2 separate regions of the Columba livia genome follow, and region 1 is linked to region 2. Evidence: chromatin contacts called from public Hi-C data. All regions are on one chromosome and are shown on one strand. Each heading gives the region's core, a stretch centred on a gene start, on an enhancer-like site or on the middle of the called end of the contact. The rest is flanking DNA. Distances are from core to core; before and after follow the strand shown.

Region 1 (6,736 bases), core at 1,022-3,521, 76 kb before region 2:
AATGCCAAGAATGCCAACACCTTCCAAATCAGGATGTTTCTAAGCGGAGCCTTCATCCATGTCTGATCCAATGGGGAAACTTGCTGTTTACTATAGTACCATGAGCAAGAAGACACAGTTTTAACATTCTTTATTGACTCCCTAAGGTTACACTACAAGGCTCCTGGTGCTTGAAGGCACACTGTGAAGAGAGGAGCTGTTTTTATTCTCATGTTACAAGCAGGGAAGCTGAGCTGAATGAAGATGGGCGAAGGGAGTTGTTGAATGACAGTTCTGAACAGAGATGGACAGTTGCTGAACAGAGATGTTGAACACCTGGCTGCCAGTTCCTCCTGCAAAGCCTTGCTGCTGCTTCCAGGAGGTGGCCCAGGTACCCCCTTGGCTCCAGTGCCCTGAGCCCTCTGCCAGCCCCACCACTGACAAACAAGAACAGAGTGGTGCTTAGTTTTCTTCCAACTACATCTCCCCAGCAATGCTGCTTCAGTCCAGCTTTTGTTATGTAAAATATGATACAGCCCTGGGTATTTCAGAGGGAAGATATCAAATCAAGAAGCCAGTAGGATTTTTGTGGCTGCATTCCAGTTTGCCCATTCTGTGTGTCTTGTAAAATTGCACAAACAGACCCACAAAAACATTATGTTCTTTCTCCATTGTACTTATCCAGGCCCAAACCCAATACTTAAACAACAAAGAGCAATGCAATAACAAATATCATAATCTAGTTTTCAGAGTTTTGGGAGGATCTACGTTAAAAGACGTCTTAGTTCCTCTACCAGGTTATTTTAATAACATTCTCATCACTGTAACGGTCACCTGATGGCTGGGTGAATGGGAGAGCTGCACAGTGGTGAAAAGAGGCAACTCAGCACACAAGAGGAGTAACTCAGAAAATACCACACAGATAACGTGAAGAACAGAAGTGGAGAGCGTGTGAAAGAATGGGTTTTCTGCTAGGGTAAGAGACCTCTGTGGATTACAGAAAAAGTTGTTTGCAGCAGGCAAAAAAAAAGCTCTATGAGGAGTAAAACAAGGGATTGCAAAGGCAAGACTGATGCTGATGCCAGTATAGAAAATACAGGCTGGACAACAAAAAACCACACTGGTCATCCCTTTTGGGTCTCTGCTTTGCCAGATCACACAGCCCAGCAGCCACGGACCCAAAGCAAAACAGAGACCAAACCAACCAGCTCTCTGGGCAGCCTGTCCCTCCCCTCTGCCATCCGTATGGCCATTGCTCACCAGTTCCTCCAGTGAGGGCTTCATCTTGGCTGAGCACAATTAGTCTTTAACTCTTTCCCTGTTGAACATGGGGTATACACTGAATTGTTAGCACAAAGCTACTGCTTGCTTTTAACAGATATCTCTGACTTCTGCATCATGGCCCTTGATCAGATTTTCTCAGATTGCTGTTCCCACAGGTACCCTGCCAGTCTTCACTGAGCTGGGGTGGAGAAGGACCCTGCAGCTCTCAGAGCAATGGTTTTAGAGCCTCAGAGATCAAAAGTCTTGATTTACACGTGCTAGTGCATCTACCCGGGCACAGTAGGTAATGAAAGGAATTGTGGTCCATGGGAATGTAATCTGTTCAGATCAGCTGTATATGTGAAATGTTCCTAGAAACTATGTGCCTGGGACAGACTCATACAAGAAATGGCCTGTTTGGTTTTCATGAAGCCAGGCTGAAAATGTTCTTTGCTTTCTTTCCTCCTGTGCTTTCTGCAGCATGCGGTGGTTCACTTTGTCCAGTCAGCAGGTTTTGTTCTGCACCATCTTTCCCTTCCTGCAGACCTTTTCGGTGCTGCCTTCCCCAGAGCAGCTCTGGTCTGGCCAAGTCTGACACAAGGAGCAGTCAGCCATCTTCAACTGCCATTATGGCCAGCAAAACAGGGCCAAGGCTACTATTTGGAACAGTCGTGCCTGGCCTGCTTTTTCACATCCATGTTGACACACTCCTCCCTCTGTATCTGTCTTTTCTTCTCTCCTCCCTTTGACAATCATTTCCCAGTTCATGCTTCTGCAATCTTCCTGCACTCTCAAGACCTTTCCCAAGGACCTCACCATGCCTTGCACTGTGAAAGGTGCTATCTTCTTTTAGTGCAATGACAGTTCAAAGGGTTGATGCTTTGGAGCTTCCTTGAAAGGTGTTGGATTCTGTTTTCCACTGCAAGGAGAGGTATCTCAAGCACCCTCCCCTTGAAAGGGTCAAATCTTGCTGGCTGTCTGCTCAGGACTGACATGAAATAACCAAGTGGTGTCCCCATAGGCAAAGCCAGCTTGCCCCTTCCCTTGTGTCCTGCTCTCCTGCCCCTTCCCTTGTCTCCTGCTTTTGGCTTTCCCTGGAATTGCTTACTCATGGATCAGCTGTGTCAGGCTTGGCGTTTGTGAGGTTTTTCTTGACTGCTGTTAAATGGAAAATGTAAAGAAACCAAGAAAATGCAGAGGCACAATTAAGACACAGAAGTAATTCATTTGGACTCATTCTTTCAAAATACTTCTGGTTGGTGCTCACAAAAAGAAAAGAAAAAAAAATCCCACCACCACACTATTTTTAGAGCAGTGCTGCAGCTGCATTTTTCTCTCAGTTCTCTTCTGCGAATGGATCCTGTTCGACCAAAGAAATAGATTGAGTGACACCTAGTGGAAATTTAAAGCTTTTCTGTCTCTTATTCTGCGGAGTGAATCATTTTAGGCAATATTTAAATCGACTTTGAACATATTACCGTTCTTGTAGAAAACAACTATATTACCAGATCTCCTGCATTTTATATCTATTTTATTAGTGTATACAAATATTCAGTATAATCACAGACAGGACAATCGACAACAATCCATTTTAAATATATGCAGGTTCTTTGGTTAATGAAGGAGTCCGTACATCCCTCACATTGAGCAGATCAGTAACACACAGCTCTGGGAGCCCCTGAAGTGCTAATAAATAAACATAAATTTATTCTGAAAACTATCAGCCTTCTGGAGTTATTGTTGCTACTAAACAAGAATTATGGATTCCCTTATTAATGACTTATGTGTAAATATTTAAGAACTGAAAAATATTTTTTTCCTAATTTTTTATTTCTAATGGGCTTAGAGAAGTTCATAATATGATATCATGTAGTGTGACTAACAATAAGAATGGGAAGACAATTTTGCTTTGTCATTGGGATTTGTAGATGCTTTAGACTCTTGTCTCAGTGGTCGCTTAATGTTCAGCATCTGTGAAGGGATTTTGCAATGGAAGACAAATGCCAAACATAGCTTAGCTGCCTGCAGAGTTCCCACAGCCTGATGTAGGTACCATCACCCATATGTGCTTGTGACTAATAGAAGCGATTGGTACAATGCTGTGTTTTACAAGCCTTGCTGAGAAATCACTTTACAAGGTCCAGCTGGAAAGGAATTAAACAGAGGGGATTCTCTTGCAGACCAAATCTCTTAAATATAATTCCCTGGTAGTGAGAGGCTCTTGTATCCACTTCCTTAGAACAGCACATCCGTTCTCACAGTACCTTCCTCTGTACTTTCCAAAATAAGTTATCTAAACTGCCAGATCCTGGCCCAGAAAATACATATTTCTCTGCCTTGCTCCTCTGTCTCAAATGAGTGGCGTGTGGGTGTTCAGAGATAATCTTATAGGTACTTTAAATGAGAACTAGCTTATACAGTAAGTAGCTGAGAATAAAACTTGATACTACCAGCACTGCCACTCACACCCAAATCCCAGAGATTTGGCTGTTAGGTTTGATAATGGCTATACAACTTGATCTGAAGTCACCTATACATATACCTAGGTCCTGAGAAGTTATTTGTAAGCCAAGCCTGTTTAAGGCACTGCTACCCAAAAGCTAGTTTTCCTACCTAAAATCCCAGACTAATGACCCCATAAAAGCTTCTGCACTCCAATTACAGAGTGATCAGACTTTACATCTAATTTTGCCTATCAAAATAACTAATCACATTGCATTACAGAATCAGCCTTCATGTTTTCATTCCCATTTGTCAAATACAACTTTAATAAATTCAAAGATTTGTACTGAATCAAATATTAAAAATTCTAATAGTTACTTAAATGAGCATTAATCTCTTCTGACTGACTGTGTTCCTACAAAGGAAAGCAAGGACTTCAGATCATAGCTGTAGATCCTATGTTTGTACTCTGTCTTTCATAACACTTTGCTACTTTCAGTTGGCCTCTAGCTGGATATGGGAAAGTCTTTTTTTTCCACAGAGTTTTCATTTTGGCTTATTTACCATCTCTCATTTTCCTCTGTCCCTACTTTTGGTCTGTGGGAACAGCAGAAACCGCAAAATGTTTTTGATTATCCACTTAATTCCCTCAGGCAGTGTAGTGTCTTTAGTCTAGACTTCAGTGAAACTACATTTATTTGTTGAGCTTTTATTTCTCAATTAAAAAAAAAAAAAAAGAAAAGAAAAAAAGTTGAGAAACTTCCTGTGGCCCCTTGAATAGACTCTTGGCCAGTTTATACGAGAAAATCACTGTCTTGTTTTTCATGTCCATATTTTTCCTTCCTTTCCTGTAACTTTTTTTAAAACACTTCATTTAATACTTCTTTCTTAATTGTCACATTCTCCAGCACTGTTACAAATATTCCAAATGGTTCCTTTTCCATCCTCTCTCTCTCTTCCCATTTTGAATCCTTGCAAATTATTTTTACAAACTTTTGCACTTGTTCTGCAGGGAAGCTGACACACAATTGCAGGAGACTGCTATGACATTATTAGCAATGACTTTGGCCTCGACAGGAAAATGTCACTTCACATTATTCTCTGGATGCACCCAACCAATCCAGGAACAGCCAACTTTGGTACATACAAACTGTAGGGATTGAATGAGTGAAACGTAGGCCCAGATCGCGTGCTGTGTACCCTTCTATAATCCCCGCATATTTAAGAAAGAACACAAGTTTATAGATATTAAAGGCTGCAGCAAAGATTTCCATCCTGTCAACTCAATGTAACCAATTTGGCCTTCAGTGAAACAACATCCTAGAGAAGCTCACCCTACCAAATACCCCCCAACAAGGATGCACAACATACTGGTGGCTGAACAACATCATTGTTCATAGTTCACTCCTCAGCATGTAAGGATGGGACCATGAGTGTCTCAGAGCTGCACCATTCACCAAGAATGACATTTCTCCAGAGATGTCCAGTGAGACAAGTTAAGAAGTTTGGGAATATGCAATCATATCCCCCTTGTTTGATCCACCTTCTGTACCATGGTTTCATGTAGGAAACAATCCTTCTGACCCAAGTGTACAAATATACACCTTTCCCCTACTTCATTTCATCTGCCAATGATCTGTTTCCACGTCCTCATGCCTGAAATCTCCATATTTATTTTCATCAAGTGGCTATCACTGCACATGACTTTTTATTTCAAACTTCAATGCAAGAATGTTGAAACTGTTTATGTAGCTGCTGTATTAAGTCTCTTTTTGGTATTTATCCACTTAAACGTGTTTTTTCATACTCTGCCTCTAGTGAGTCTCATTTATGCCTCTTTATTTTCAATAAATCAGAGCTTAATATGTTACCACAGACACACGATCTAGCACAGAGTGAAGGGCTCATGTGGGTAACATGCTCAGAGACACTAATGGTTTGTTTAATATTTCATAGATACGTCAATTATAAATTCAGTTCATATTTGAAAGCCTTCATTGTACAGTACTAAGTCACTTCGCATTTCCCGTAAGGCCTTCATGAGAATTGAAAGGCAGAGGTGAATCTGAAGGCACGTGATGTTGCATCCAGGCATCTCCCTATACTGCATCCCAATAGCAGGCATACACTCTCTGTGGCAAAATTCTCATTTAGGACCTTGACACAAACACTGGCAAAGTCAGTGGATGTAACTCAGAGCAAATTCGGATACAGAATCACAGGTTTTGCACAGGTAAGTTTGAAATGTTTCCTTTTACTCCAGAATTTGGTAGCTCTGGTTGAGCCTCAAGTATTTATTCATGGTAACTAAGAATATGGATGCAAGGTTTTGGTGCTTTGAATGTCCAGCTCAAAGAGCAGGTGGGAATATATCACAGCCCCAGATTGCATTTCATGCTTAGATTTTTACTTTTATTTCCTCGTGAATCTCAGGTAGAGGTTGGAAACAGAAAGAGCATTGGATGTGCCTGTGGCTTGCTCTTCAAGGGATTATGGAAATACTCCTGGGCAACGGTGGTCAAACATTTGTTCCATAACTAAACTGACTGGTCTATTATATATTAAAGCATAAAGCAAACCTCCCATGAATCCTTGTTTCTCCTCTGAACCAAAGAAAGAAAAAACACTGGGTAAACAGGAATTTCTGAGAACAACTGATACAGAGACCAGTCAATAGAAGACTTTGAATCAGATTTTGAGGTAATTACTCCCAGAGTCAGGTCAGACTTTGAAGGCTTGAGCAGTTCTGTTACTCTCTTGATGTGATTCTCCTTGCACCCTCCCATTCTTCCCTACTGCCTCCATCCAAACATGCCCTGGCTGGCAGCTCATTTGTACTCATGGCTTAGTCCTTTCTTCCTCATCATCACGTGGTTTATTTACCTTTCAGAAACTGCATTGAGCACTAGTTACCATCATGTTGTAATGTAAGTAAAACCTCTAATACATGCAGGAAAAAAGAAATAGTTGCGTCAAAATATGTATACATGAATATTTGTACCTGTTAATTGTCTAAAACTGTTACTCAGGAGTTAGAGTAACCTTTTTAAAT
Region 2 (6,908 bases), core at 3,129-5,628:
CATTCCTGATACCAGAAATATATTACAAAATACATATATAAATTTACAATAATTTTATTCAGGACAGTGATAAGAAAACATGAAAGGGGGCTTCTGCCATTGAATGCAAATGACAACTAAATCCAAATGACCATTTGAAAAGATGGTCTCTGGGTGAGTAGTTCTCTGTTTTTTTTTAAGCCTGAGGAAACCGATCTATCCTGCAGCTTGTCAGAACACCAGTGAATACTGATATGAGCATTTTTGTTCATTTAAACAGCATAAATGAATAAACATGTGAAGGGAATGAGCTGAGCTGAAGAAAATTATGTATTATTCATGCAGCTAACACCACTTACGCCTAGTATAAATTGAAACCTAAAGTGCAAATCTAGGACTTTGAGTAGATTTTCCATCATGCTGAGTTACACTTAAACTCAGTCTATGCCATAAATTCCGAGTTCATTTCATGTTTTCACATCAGCACAGAAGTGTTTCACATTGTAAAACTTCCTTTCACTGGCTATACTTTGAGAAACATAAATTATGAATGTAGCAGGTTTTGCAAACGAATGATAAAAAATGCTAGGTGGGTTTAACTTGAGAAATAGTAGACATGGAATTAAGTGAAATGTATAGTGCGGGTGACTAGTTTAATTCCATATGACATGCTTCTGAAGAAAAATATTTAAATCAAAACAAAACTGAAAAATGAACAAGCTTTCCAAGCAAGAAAAAAATAAGGTTGTATTTGCAATTCTATTTTCTTTAATGAAATATTTGTATAACACCATTTTTTACATGCTCTGTTAACTCAAAACTGTGAAGGGAAGACAATAATCTCTAGAACACGATAACGGGTTTTTGTAATCCGTGTCAGTTCTAATCTCTCAGCAATTCTTATTTTCAAAATATGGAAACCATGCTGAACTCCTACACTGAACCACTGAAAAAACTACCTGGCATTTGCAAAGGGGAAAATCTTCTCATCTGTATTGCATAATCAGGTCTCTATAACAACATCTTTCCCGAAGATACCTAAAAACTTCATCCCTTAACTTCACTTAGTCTTAATTACCCAAGGAACACATGGCTGGAAAAAATAAAGAGAACAGATACAGCTACTGTCTTGAACGAAGAGTTCAATTCAGTGGTAGAATCTGGATCTATAAATTAGGAAAAGTAATTTAATCTCTCTAAATCTGCTTCTTTCTAATCCTGTAGAGGTAGAGGTGAGTTATTATAGCACCTATAGCAGTATAGCTCTTTGGAGACTCAATTGGAGTCTACTGGCACAACTACAAAATAATTTTTACCAAATGGAAGCAGTTCAGCCATTTCCTCTCCTCTTTCAAGCCTATGAAACAACAGGACCATGTATGTAAGAAGACTGAAACAGCAATTCTTTTTCTTACTCTAAATGTACCACAGTTTGCAGCAGCCTCACAGGCCTTTACTTTCCAACGTTCATTCCAGGATACGTGTGCACAGCAGGTTGGAGCAGGGACACCCCACTGGCTTCGATGCAGCATAAGGGACTTAAGCATAACATTGTGCTGGACTAACTGCTGTCACATAAACTATCACTACTTCTCTAAGAAAAGGGAGAATATCTACGGTGTGTTTTTTCCACTGAACAAGCCAATTAAGCTTTATGTAATTGCCATTAAGAAACAATCTTGCCTACGAAAAAATCTGCAGACAGATCCAAAAGGACAATCAACAGACTGGAGCTTCTTTTTCTTTTCAGATTTTCCAGTCCTTAGAGAGGAAAGCAGATGTAGCTGAGAAGTTATTTTATTTACTGCTATACTGTTTTATCGAGCATTGAACAAGAACTGTGAAAGGGCATGAATGAGAGTGTGACTCCTGAGGCTGGAAGGGATTCAAACCCTTCTCCAGTGGACTTTGCACATGGAGTCTGTTCCAGTTTGTCTCCAAAAGAAGAGAGTTGGGCAAAAGATCCAAGTCAGAAAATGGGTATAGTTCCAGAACAATGAAGCAGGCAACACAGCCAGATTTAAACACCTTCTAGTGGATTGGAGTCACTCACAACTTTAATGGCAGGAACTCTGAATTTCTCTTTTATAGACAATGCCTACACAACTGAGACCCATTTCTGAACCTATTTCAGAATGTGGTAAAAATATCACACCACATTTTGCTTTCTAAACAACTCCTACAATGAATTTAATATGGCCAAAGTCTATTTGCAGCAGCAAATAGAATACTAGTTGATCCAAGGTTTAGGGCTTTACAGCTTTCTCACCTCCAAGGGAAAGCACATACTGTGGTAATATGATTACAGAACTTCCAGCAGGTAGCACAGCGTTCAGACAAGCACATTATTGGCAGCAGCTGCTCAAACAAATACCCACCTCACTGTGCTCACCATATCCCAGCAATTTAAGGAGTGAGAAATTATGTCAATGAAATCAGCCTTTTCTGGAAACTTGCACAGTGTGCTTCCATTTCAATTCAGCTACTCGCTAAGCGATTAAAGTTGCCAGCTTGACAGACTATTGAGGTTACTTAAATCTATCAAGGTTATTTGATCATTGAAAATATTTTAATAATCTGGATATTACAAAGTTAGCACTTAAATCACTTATCTCCCAAATTACTAGGCATTTCACCAAGTTATCATCCAACCTAAAATAGGTAAAGATTACAGTTGCAAGATGCTAAGATAAGGCTTTTATTATAATTAATCTGACACAATTTAATTATGCATATATATATGTAAGTCCACAGTAGATACAGTCCAACAAAACAGAAGAGAACAAAGTCTAACAAAGCAGAGGCTTAGCAGCTCCTCTCAGGGAGTTTTCTCTAAGGCTGTTTCTATTTGTTTTGCTTGATTTGCTATCTTTTCCATCTTCCTGCATTAGAAAAGATTTATGTTTGTCAGCCAGCTGTCCGAGCATGTAAAGTATTAAAATCTAAATCATATCATGATTATGTGGATAATAACACAATAAAAACTAAATGTACTTTAATAGATTGGAATTTCCAGTAATAATATCAAAACCCTTTCAATACAGTACCACCTACAAGAAAAAGAAAGAGGGACTTCAAAAACACATTGGATTACCTGAAAGGCCATGGGTTAAGTTGGTAAGAAAATAGTTTGATTGCCAGAGCTTTATAAAACAAACAGCTATATGAAAATACTCATTATGAATTTACAGATTATTACATGTTACTAAATTCTAGACATAGCACATTCATTTGCCACTTATTATATCAGCTAGATCTAATTTACAATTGACTTCTAGTCTGGGCTTTATGCATTCTTGCATGAGATGGAACATAAAAAAATAGTAATTTTTTCTTTTTCTGGCAGCATGTTCTGCCATAGACATACAGTAGAAAAACAAATATTTGAAAACTCTTATATTACACATTTGCACATTCCTACTTTGTAATCACAATATATGCATAGTTATATCATTTTTAATCCTTATTTCCAATTCTACACACATAAGTATACTGACATATTCCAATATTATTTGAAATCCTGATCTCAGTTTTGTTGCAGCTTCCTTACTGAACTAATTTTAGATCAGAAAAAGCTGATTATCAGTTATTTCTCACAATAATTGGAATGGAATAATGGAATTTTAAACACCATTATCTTCTGAGATCTTCATATAGGGCCAATATAGTTTGAAGTAAGTCAATATAGTTGCTCATTCATATCAGCTGAAGATCTGGCCCTTACAGAAGCTCTGAAAATTCAGTAGTTCTAAACTTAGGCCTCTTCATTTGTCATGGCCCTCACATATCCTAGCTGCAATGATCCTACTGGACCAACACAACAAGATTTTACACAAAATATTCACATATGCCATTCCTCAACCACATCACCACTGTAGAGATGCAAGAATAATGGCTACAACAGGAAAATGGCAAAAGTTTCATTGACAGTTTCAGTGGCCTGCAAGCTACATAGCTAGATCTGTCACATCATTTGGAAACCTCAGGACAGTCCTGGAAGTACTTTTGATGCTAAGATGAACCTTCAAACTACAACAGGATGAAAAACTCTAATGTAAAGAAAAAAAAAAAAAAATTGAATTAAAAATCTCTCCCTCTTTCTTCTTTTTCCAAGTCTCCAAAATAGGTAATTGGATTAGTTCAGTCAAAACTGAGAATTTCATCAGTTCTTCCAAGTCTTGACCATTTTTTATTATAATTAAGACAAACCCAATTTTCAAAACAATAATATTGTAGAGAAACTGAAGATCAAACAGTCTAGAAGACAGCTTAGCAGAACCATCCTCTTTCAGAAAAAGCCTTTGTTTCTTATGAATTAATATTACCTGAGGGTAAAACATTTGCCACAGAATTCTGTTTGACAGGAATTTTCTATAACACAGTTTTGCCATTGCAGATGAAAACCTGGAATGATAGAAACACAAAAAGAAAATCTTCTAAGATGCCTTCTAAGATACCATGGGGATCATTTTCTTTTTAATTCCTAGGTGATGATATCCTATATGTGTGATTTTTTAATGTAGACACATGTGAATCACTCGAACATTTAGGTCTAAGATCCCTTGTTTATCTAGAAAAAGAACTAGCTGCCAGTTTTGTGTGCCGGTTAGGTATGCTGAATGCATCCAACATTATCAACATTCTTCTGCTTCAGCAAATTACTTTATTAAATTTTCCTGGCAAGAGTTTACTCTGTATGAAAAATGGATGTACCTTATGCACTTCCAAATCGTTAACTGACACGTTCCTTATGTTTCTCTCAAAGATTGCAAAGGGCAAAGATACAGTGTGGATCCTGAGATCGAAAAGCTATCAGAACTTTTCACTAGGCTGTCCTTTTGAGTAAAACACATCACCACAGGTTATTTCAGAGCCTGAGCACATGACTGGTTTGTCAGATGAAGACATAGGGTTGGCCTTTGTGGCTTGGAAAAGGGCAATTCCTCTTTTAGCAACACAGGACAGTCGGTGAATCCTCAACACACTGAAATTTTTTATAAAATACTTTGCAAGTATTTCCAAGTTCCATTTCCATTGGCTAAATTTCACTCAGAGACTCTTTGGGGGCTGTGGTTACTCTTTCAGGGTAAGAGCAATAACAAGATCCACAGAGGCATGCTGATGCACTAATGCAAAAATGCCCACAAGACGTGCCTGTACTTTACTAAACTGAGATGCAGTTTTCTTCTTATGCTATAGACAAAGATAAATTTTAACGTGAAACACTAGTTGAAAGTTTTGAGATTTACATTTCATTTAATCAGAATTTGAAAGCATGTAAACACAAATCTCCTAACTCATTCTGACATTGGCTATAATAAGGAAACTGCACAGTAGCACCTTTAACAATCTTGTCAACGTGATTATCTAAGCTCAGGCTGAAAGGTCAAACCTTGAAAATCGTGTGCAGTCTAATCGGGTAAATCAGTCAGAACAGAAGGTTTTAGCCCAGTCATTTTCACTTAATCATGCATACCCTTGTACATTACACGGACATCCAAAGTAATGACAGCCTAATAGTTCAGAATTCTGACTTTTCTGAGAACTCCAGTTTTAGCATGATTTCTCCTGTGTAGATTATGGTAGGTGTAAAAGCCATAAAGAAAGCAACGTTTGCTGTATTTATTATTTATGATTGGGTAAAAAAAAAATCAACAAAGACAAATTTACATATGCATACAGATGATTGACTTAAGAGTAGATTGACTACAAAGACGTACAAACCGCCTCACACATACAGCAACTAATTTCAGGAACTCAAAATGACAGTTTCCTTTGCTGGACTTTTGAAAAAAAAAAAAAAAAATCTAATTAGTCTGAGATCTAATCAGTTACAAAGTTCCCCAAAAATAGAGCTGATCAGCACTTTGAATTTCCACTTCATGGGAAACAAAGGCATTTCAAAATCTGACCTCATTCCAGTTCAGAACAAATCTAAGTAGTCTCAATATTTCCTATGAAATACAATGAAAGTGTTGTGTTATAATTGATTTTTTAAATGTTTATACTTATTATTTCTATTTTATTCTCTTACAGGTCCATACAATATATGTTATTGGGTTTTGTCAATGTATAATATGATTTATATTATGTAGGTTCTCATATTACAGAATGAAGTGCCAAATAGACCGTTATTCTGGTTTTATATTATTTTCATCTAAAAGAAAAAGCTGTTTCTGCATTGTTTATTTTCTAAATCAGGACCGCCTAACATTTTGAGAACTGTGGCCTGGTAGGGGTTTAGGTGTCCTAAAAATCAAGTTTATCATGTCCTGGAGATGGATAGGCTCAGCAGTAGTTTGCAGAACCAGATGCCCAGCCCAACTGCATCAAAATCATACAGGCCTGAGAAGATTCATCCTTCAGGCCAGACAGTTCACAGGCCAGCAGTTCAGGAACCTTGCTGTAAATCAGATTGGTTTCCATGCTGCAATGAGACAGGGTGATACTTTGATGCAAAATTTATTGTTTTAGTTTCAGTGCCTAACAGCATTATGAAGAAAACAAGCTTTTGATCTCTTTGAATATTCCCTAGACACATTTTTCTTTGAATATCCTCATCTTCATGAAATTATCTGTTAGCATGTCAGATGTTCTTTATTAATCAGTCCTTGCAGTCACAGACAAAGAAAATACTAGAGATACTTCTTGCAGCTGAAATGTGCATGTTTTCATTTATATCGTCAAATGATACAAGCTCTCAGCTTGAGTTCTGCTTAGGCTCTCATGTGGAGCAAACTGACTAGTTCCTCTAAGACCAAGCTTGAGTGCAGTCTAGAGATAATTTTTCCAAGGACTTTAACCTAAGCATAGCACAGACAAGATCACAGCAGGGCTGGCTCTTTCCTCCTTACACAGTTGCAGTTCTCCAATGCTATTTCAATAGACTCCTCAGCACACAGTGCTCTCAAACACATCTCTACCACCCT

The links. Hi-C and Micro-C count contacts between places; a contact is called where the count stands out from the background.
Region 1: a Hi-C map of crop shows a contact between it and region 2, with 1.8 times the contacts expected there. The contact joins the enhancer-like site here to the promoter of TRMT9B in region 2. A contact is called at or near these places in 2 of 2 Hi-C or Micro-C datasets (crop and liver).

The regions. Positions count from the first base shown.
Region 1 is chr4:29,986,091-29,992,826 of bColLiv1.pat.W.v2, reverse strand. No RefSeq gene overlaps it. Among named protein-coding and RNA genes, the nearest start is that of TRMT9B, 75 kb to the right of the region's middle. Within about 2 kb of position 2,271, at least 3 of the 3 cell types and tissues checked have an H3K27ac peak away from gene starts, as active enhancers do.
Region 2 is chr4:29,912,391-29,919,298 of bColLiv1.pat.W.v2, reverse strand. TRMT9B (tRNA methyltransferase 9B (putative)) reads right to left here and starts at 4,378. Exons shown (of 5, transcript XM_065060994.1): 1 at 4,305-4,378.